Linked DNA regions of Zea mays: region 1 is linked to region 2. A link is a contact called in public Hi-C data. All regions are on one chromosome and are shown on one strand. Each heading gives the region's core, a stretch centred on a gene start, on an enhancer-like site or on the middle of the called end of the contact. The rest is flanking DNA. Distances are from core to core; before and after follow the strand shown.

Region 1 (4,103 bases), core at 1,146-3,645, 220 kb after region 2:
TTTTTTCTCGAACGCGCATGAGAACTGCGCCCAATTATATATTAAGCAGAGGAATAGAAAAAACAAAACAAAACAAAACAAAAGGGTTTACAGTCCTCCTTACGGAGGCCAGAAACATGCATACAAATAGAGATCCATAAAGGGATCAAAAAATCAAACTACTCAAATCTTTCTAAGGCTCTACCAAGGTTGCAGCCAGATGTGTGAGGCGTTTTGCACCAGCCACTTCACATCTTCTTTCCTCATCAGCAGCTCTGAGACTTGAAGACATACTTGGGTTGCAGCCATCAAAAATGCATTTATTTCGATGATTCCATAAAGTCCAAGCTCCCAGAATGATGAGAGAGTTAAGGCCCTTTTTTGTGAGACCATGTACTGCTCCTCCCACCACTTCCCACCATCCCAGGAAGGAGTTTGCAGTCGGCTGTGGTGCAAGAGAATGAAGACCAGATTTCCTGAGTAAAAGGTACCAGAATTCTCGGGCGAAAGAACATTGCACAAGGAGGTGGTCTATATTTTCTTCCTCTTGGTCACATAACAGACATTGCTCTGGATGATTTAGGCCTCGCTTTGCCAATCTATCAGCTGTCCAACATCTCTTATGGGCCACCAACCAAAGGAAGAAGCGATATTTTGGCAAGGCCCAGGACTTCCAGATTCTTTTATAATGTTCAAATGTCACAGATCCTAGGAACAGTCCTTCATATGCTGATTTGGCTGAGTACACACCATTCGAGGCAATACTGAAAGTATGCTTGTCGTCAACCTCCGGCTGTAGCTCGATGCCAGATATCAAATCCCAAAGCTGAAGGTAATCTGTCAAAACCCCTACTGACAAAGCTCCTCTGATGTCAGAAATCCATTTGGCGCTAACAATTGCTTCCTGAACTGTCCTGCAATTGATTACCCGCTTCGGAATTGCGCCAACCAGCCTTGGAAACAGATCTGCAATTCTTTTTCCATTAAGCCATTTACCCTTCCAGAATTTGGTATTGTTTCCATTCCCCACTTCAGTGGTTACTACTGCAGAAAAGAAAGCTCTAGCCTTTTTTGGGACTTGTATTTGAAGTCCAGACCAGGGCCGAGAGTGGTCAGTCTTTTGTAACCAAAGCCACCTTAGTCGAAGTGCCCAACATAATTCTGGAAGACCAGAAATACCAAGCCCTCCAAGCTTTAGGGGGCGACAGACTTTTCCCCGGGCAACAAGACAGTGGCCAGCTCTAGCTTCTTTGCGACCTCTACATAGAAAACCTCTTTTGATTTTATCAATAGTTTCCAAACCCCACTGTGGGATATCCACTGCCATTGCTAAGTATACTGTCATGCTAGTAAGAACATGCTGAACTTGCACTCTTCTTCCAGCTCGTGTCATTAAGTCAGCCTTCCAATTAGGAAGCTGATCAGCTATCTTATCCACAAAAGGTTGGAACTGTTGCTTTGTCAACTTGTGTAAGGATAAAGGGAGCCCCAAATAACGACACAGAAAGGTTGAGATTTCACATGGCATCAGGGTCTGGACTTCGAGCAGCACCTCCTCAGAGCATCTAATAGGATACACATTTGACTTTTGCACATTATTGTGTAATGGTGGTTTTTACACTGTTGCGTCTCTTTTATTGAACACTATTGAGGATTGAGGAATTATTAGTGTTGTCTCCTCCAGTCATCCGTATGTTCATAAGCATTCAGAGGCAGGGGCAAGTTTCTTAATAATTAAGATAGACAAGAGACGGTGAGATAGTTCCACTCTTCACCTTGTAAAGTATTTCTATATTAAACTCTAGGTTTCTATATTAAACATTGTGTTCTAACCTTACTCTAGCATGATATATTAAACATCAAAATTTATAATATATAATTAATATTGTTAGATAGATTATCATTGAATCTATTTCCATAATAAGCATATTTAGAGATAAACATTTTGATAATATTTTTCTACAAATACAGTTAAATCTAAGAGAGTTTGACTGGCACAAATACTATGCCCACTTATTTCAGAACGGATGAAACAAAACAAGATTAAAAACCTTTTTATTAAATACACGAATACGTGTATACGAGAAATATTCTCCATCACACCAAACCTCCGCATAAAACAGCTAGTACTGCTACACTGGTCAAGGGAGATTTGAAGAAATCACTGATAAATGCAAAAAAAATACGTTACGAACTTACGATTATACCTTAGCTGCGGAGATGCCACAAATAAACACCGTAAATCGCGGTGATTATTATGCCATAAACCGCGCCACTCCACACATATCGGAAGGCCCCAAAGCCCGTGGGCCGAGCCGAGCGTGACGGAAGCAGCACGCAGGACCAATTTTGAAAAGGGGCTGCAAGACGCAAGACGACCGTTGGAAGAGCCGCCTCTTCGCCTCCGCTTAAAAGCCTCCTCGCCTCGTCTTCCAAACCCGAGAGCAAACGAGAAGGACGCCGGAGACCGAGAAGCAATCTCTCCTCCCCCCGGCCAGCCGACCGACCGACCGACCCATGGACCGCCGTCCTGCTCTCGCCGTCTCTCCGCGCCCGCCCCGGGTGCCCCGCCCGCCCCTCGTGCCAGCCTCCTCCGTGCAAACGCCTCCAGGTATGGCCGGCTGATTCCCAATCGCCCCCCCCCCCCCCCCCCCCCCCCCCCCCCCCTCGTGCGCCGATTCAGTTCTCCCGATCTGACGCGCTCCTCTCAACTGTCTGCAGGATCGATGAAGAAGGCGGCGGCTCCGATGCGCGCGTCCGTCTGCGCGATCCCGTCGCCGGTCCGCTTCGAGCCCAGCCCGATGCGCGCCTCCATCTCCGCTCTCCCGTCGCCGATCCGCGCCGAACCGAGCCCTATGCGCGCGCGCGTGACCGCCGCGCTCCAGCCACCAAGTCGCGTCAAGCTCGACCTGGCTGCGTCGTCGCCTCCTCCGGCAAGGGCGGCGGCCGACAAGGAGAACTTCCTCCTCGCCGCGGCTCCGTCGTCCCCCTCGGCGAGGGTGGGGTTCGACAAGGAGAACCTCCTCCCGGCCGGCGCGGACGCCCACGACGAGCTTGTGGCGCTCAACCTCGCCGCGATTGCCAGGACAGCGGGCACGCCGTCTGGTGGCCCGCTCTTCGTGCGGGGCAGACTCTACGACCTCTACTCGGCGCGCCGCAACGAGCGGCTCAAGCGCAAGCAGGACTTCCCCTTCTATTCCGAGGAGTTCGCGTCCGCGGCAGTGGACCCCGAGACGATGGCCGAGAACCCCTGTGTCGCCGTCGAGCTGTCCAAACGCCGCGTAGCCAAGAAGGCCTACGCCGCCAGCGGCGCGGAGTCCGTGAGGAGGTCTATGCCAGCCGTCGACTTCGCAGCATGCCGCGGTGGAGACTTGGGGCCGAGGTCCTCGCTCAGGAGCAGTAAGGAGATGAAGAAGGCTTCCGCCGCGTCCGGCGCCGTTTCCATGGCCACCAAGGTGAGGAGGGTCAACCCCAGGTCTTCGGTTCGCCGGTTCTGAGTGTTGTAGCGCTCTTCATCTGAGGTTTTCTAGCTTCCACTCTCTGGTTCGATATGTCACTGTCACATGTGGATTTGGTGATGCGGTCTACCTATAACTAGTAGATGTCAGTAAGAAACATTGCCAGTTTTTTGTGCTCGGAATTGGTTTGGCGAGCAACCCAGATGCGAATTGCGAATCACCTTGGTGTTAGACACGCAGAGGGTGGAAGAAGAGAGCATGAGATCTGGAAGGGAAGCAGAGATGTAGGCAACGGTGGTGTTCGTCTATGTTCAGTTTCTTCTGGTTTTTCCATAATCCTCTTCCCAGAGTCACCCTTATACCCTTACACGGGCTCGGCCCAATGACACAGCGCTTAGCACATTACATGGCCCACTCAGGGCCCGTTACTCTCACATTTCCGCGCTTACGGCTTTGGTTTTCTGTCGCCGTCGCCCTCCTGTTCTTCATGTTGCTGCACCACTTCATGGTCTTCAGGCAAGTCAGGTTGGCTTTCACCTTTCTTGGTCTGCCGCTGCTGCTCCTTGCTGGACAGCGCCGTCTCTTCCTCGTCGGCTGCCTCTTCTGGCGTCTCCCTTGACATATTGCTGACATTTGGCTGGGTCATATTCTGATGGGAATATATTA
Region 2 (4,249 bases), core at 1,177-3,676:
CAAGCTCTCAGTCCTCGTGATAATGCAAATATACCAAATGTAACTGAGGTCTCAATGTCTATTGGAACTGGTGTTTCAGAATATTGTCAATTAATCTAATATTCAAAGTTGAGAACACTAGCAGTTTTTAATCTTGAAGGCTGAAAAGAACACCATTCCCCTGATATTTTTTGGGTGCACATATATTATTTGTTGTAGCTATTCAAGGTAAACATGATTACAGGAATAATGGATTTTTTTCCTAGCTCCAAATTTAATGCTAAGCATATTCATGTTGATTACGGTTGTTTTCTGAGTTTAAACATACTTCTACATGTCCATGTCAGTGCTTACTTTTTCACTTCATTAAATTGGATAAGTCTATAGTGGGACTGTAGGCATGCACTGCGTAATTGAAACCAACTCAAAGATGAAGAATAATATCTAGGCTCATGAGTAATGTGATATATACCTCATCTTCACTGTATCCATGGCCTTCCTTGGGTGTAAATAGTATTTCTCCTGTTGCGAGCTCAAAAGCAATACATGCGAAGGACCACATGTCAACAGAAAACGAGTATCCTGCACCTAGAATGATCTCTGGCGCCCGATACTGCCTTGTCTGAATAAAATCTGTAAATTGCTTGTCAGCCCAGCAAGCATTCCCAAAGTCCACAATCTTGCATGTCAGATCAATTCCATCCAAGCTCCTTTCTGAGCGTGAAGATTCCACAGCTGATTTTCTTTTCTCAGCAAGCTTTGCAAGCACCCTCCTTGCTCTCATCTTTAGCTTATTCTCAATCGCGTTAAGACCAGCCTCACCGTTAGGGTACCCCTCAGGCCTCTCAAGGTTAGGTTTAAGCCCAGAGCGAATGGGGTCCTTGGAGGGATCAATTGTGGAGACAAGGAGAATGTTCTCAAGCTTCAAATCTGAATGGATGATGCCAAGCTCATTGTGCAAGTAATCAAGACCTACCAAAATCGACTTGCATATTTGCCTCACCCTATCGAACCCGATGCCTTTGTACCGGTTGTACTGTACCAGCTTAAGCAAGCTATCTCCCAGTAACTCAAAGACGAGGCAGATATGCTGCCCGTTCGGCCCCGTGTGCTTGAAGTGATCTATCAGCTGAATGGTGCATTTGCAGTTCAACGGGTCCCTCTTGGTGATCTCTGATAGGAACTCGATTTCATGAAGAGCAGCTTGCGCAAACTCAGGCGCACTCTTTTGGATCTTCAGGGCCACGTATCTCTGCAGAAAGGAGAGTACCATTTGTGAAAACAATGTTCTTTTTTTCATCCAATTTCATAACTCTAATCAAAGACACCAGAGTATCCAGAGCAATAATTACAATCACGGTTATAGTTAATCATGGTTATAGTTAAACGTAAGGCACATTATTACTATGAGAAAAGGACATTAAAAGATCGGTACTGGCAACTGGGTTTATTTTTGTATTGTACGGCTAGTGAAATAGATGAAAACTTTAATTTGGCATTGTTTCCCTCCAGACCTGAACCCACCTGATTCTGGTTGCTTGGGAACGGAAGAGTTAAAAGCTTTCTCTTCCCAATGGCAGCGGCAAACGGATGAACCAAACTCCCAGATGGGGCAAGAAACGACAAACCGAATCCCTAGTCTAGTGAAATGAAGCCTATAAAATCCGAGTGAGTGTCGGACAGCCCCGTCGCAATCACAATCCCGCGCCCATTCCCCTCGCGTGGGGCCCGATTGCAGGGCAGGGCAGGGCGCGCGCGAGGTGGCAGCGGTACTTGCGATCCGATCAAGCGATCGACCGGTGGCCCGCTAATCGACAAAACGCGAGATCTAGGCGGGCAATCGCATTACGAAGCGGAGGGGAGGGATCGCGCCGGGGAAGGCGGACGATCTTTAGTCTCCCCTCGATCGCTGAGGATGCGGGGAGAAGCCGCGATCTCATGCGGAGGGAGGAGGCCAGAGGGCGCGCCCACCTACCTGTGATTGGACGTCGAAGGCGAGCCAGACGGTGGAGAAGTTGCCCCATCCGAGCTTCCGCTGAGCGACGTAGCGGCCGGCGGCGAACTGGTCCCCGGGGCGTACGGCGTGGTAGCCGCCCTTGCGGTACCCGTCGACGCCCTCGTCGTCTTCCTCCTCCACCTCCACCTCGTCGCCCGATAAGGACGGCGACAACGACGCCACCCGCGACATGATCCTCCTCGGTTTCCAACAGGGATTTCAAGGCGAGGCCCGCGTAGGTGTCCGGCGATCCCACCGGGGGCGTTGCGAGCTCTTCTTCCGGGTTAATTGGGGTGGGATGGGAATCGCGCAGGCAGGTGGTGGTGGGTTTGGTTGGTTAAAACTTTTTTTTGGGGGGGCGGGCTCAGGTGGCGGGGGAGGGAGGGACGGAGAGCAGCATCCCTTCCCTGCCTCCCTGTCCCTGGACGACAGAGCGAAATGGAGAGGAGGACGCGGGGCGCTTTCCCACGTCGCTCCTCCTATTTTGGATGTATTGAACGATCACCCACGACGACAGTTTCGATTCCATCGTCCCATCGCCAATCAACCTGTTCTTCGAACTTCTCTCTTTTCCATCCTGAACAATCGGCAAAAGCAAATCATCGTTTGCCTCACTTTTACTGAAAAAAACGTGACTTTTAATGCACTTTAAATTTACCCTCTTTGAACTTTAATTTATATATAATATAATGCTCTCTCGGTTTCAAAAAATATTCGCTTAAAGTTAACTAAATTTATATAAAAAATAATACTTATATCTCCAGATAATTTATTATCTCTAAATACTTTTATTACAAGAATATATCAAACGAATCGTCTATTGACATGAGAAATTTTAATTTGTACTATTAAAAGGTTACAACTTTAGATATATAACATTGATATCTCATTTACATGTGGGGTTTACATAAGTCAATGACATTGTTGACGCCTTTTTGGAGCGCCAAACACTCAACAAGAACCGTGGCGGTGCCTTCTGCACAGGGGCGGACGGTCCGCGCGCAGGGGCCGGACGGTCCGCGGCCTGGTGCGAGGCGCGGTGGTGCTCTCTGCGCAAGGGCGGACTGTCCGCGACCTGGGGCCGGACGGTCCGCGGCCTGGTGCGCGGCTAGGGCTCCTGCCTGACGGCCGGACGGTCCGCGCCCTGGGGCCGGACGGTCCGCGCGTACGCAGGGACGGCGGAAGATCGCCGACGGCGCCTGGATCTCGCTCCCGGGAGGGACCCCGTCGGGGAGTAGAGATCCTAGGTGGTGTCTAGGCTCGGGTAGACCGACCTAGACTCCTCTAATCGACGTAGAGTCGAGGAGAGGCGGAGAATTTGGGGATCGAGAGGCTAAACCTAAACTAGACTAGAACTACTCCTAGGATAAAATGCGAAATAGAAGTTGTATTGATTCGATTGTTGATGATTACAAATCGGTCGTATACCTCTCTATTTATAGAGAAGGGGGGCTGGACCCTTTACAAACTAATTCCCGAGCTTATCCCGCGATTTTAGCTAACAACCGTAGCACAAAACTCGGAACTCTAATCTGCTCTGCGCATGCGCGGACAGTCCGGCCCACAGGCGCGGACCGTCCGGACCGCGGACCGTCCGGCCTCAGGACCGGACAGTCCGCCGGCTCATTTTTGGTTCGAACATATGCCCCCCTGCCTTTTGGTGGAGCTGGGCGAACCAAAAGCAACTAACTCGATGTGATCACATCAGTTTTCTTAGGCATCTTGCCACATACTAGGATGGTACTGTTTGAGGAAACGCCCATTCAAAGCCTTAGGTAAATCCTTGCCTTGTAATGTTTGTAGTAAATAAGCGTTACCAGACATCACCTGTTTCACTTTATAAGGACCCTCCCAGCTTGGCGACCATTTCCCGAACTTTCGGTCTTTATTCCTTAGAGGTAGAATGGTCTTCCACACCAAGTCTCCTACTTGGAATGATTTTGCTTTGACCTTCTTGTTGTAGGCCCTGGCTACCATGATCTTGTCCTTTTCTATTGCTCCCAAAGCTATCATCCTCTTGTCGGTCACCTCATCAATATTATCCATCATTGAATTATAATAATCAGTAGCAGTTAGATCATTTTGTCTGGCAAACCTGACAGCATTCAAACTTATTTCCACAGGTAACACTGCTTCCTGCCCATAGACAAGCTCAAAAGGAGATACTTTAGTAGCACTATGTTTAGATATTCTATGAGCCCATAAAGCTTCAGACAAAATCTTATGCCAATGTTTAGGATTATCAGATATCTTCTTCTTTATCAAATTAATCAA

What was found. A called contact is a pair of places that touch in the nucleus more often than the background predicts.
Region 1: a Hi-C map of tassel shows a contact between it and region 2, with 2.1 times the contacts expected there. The contact joins the promoter of LOC100277325 here to the promoter of LOC100304238 in region 2. A contact is called at or near these places in 4 of 25 Hi-C or Micro-C datasets (ear, leaf, leaf mesophyll and 1 more) and 1 of 3 datasets of contacts at active chromatin or transcription factors (leaf).

What each region holds. Positions count from the first base shown.
Region 1 is chr2:205,774,561-205,778,663 of Zm-B73-REFERENCE-NAM-5.0, forward strand. It overlaps LOC100277325, which reads left to right and starts at 2,396. Exons shown (of 2, transcript NM_001176307.2): 1 at 2,396-2,590; 2 at 2,701-4,103. The coding sequence starts at 2,497. The coding sequence ends at 3,476.
Region 2 is chr2:205,558,468-205,562,716 of Zm-B73-REFERENCE-NAM-5.0, forward strand. It overlaps LOC100304238 (Protein kinase superfamily protein), which reads right to left and starts at 2,427. Exons shown (of 5, transcript NM_001361391.1): 1 at 1,955-2,427; 2 at 452-1,231. The coding sequence starts at 2,167.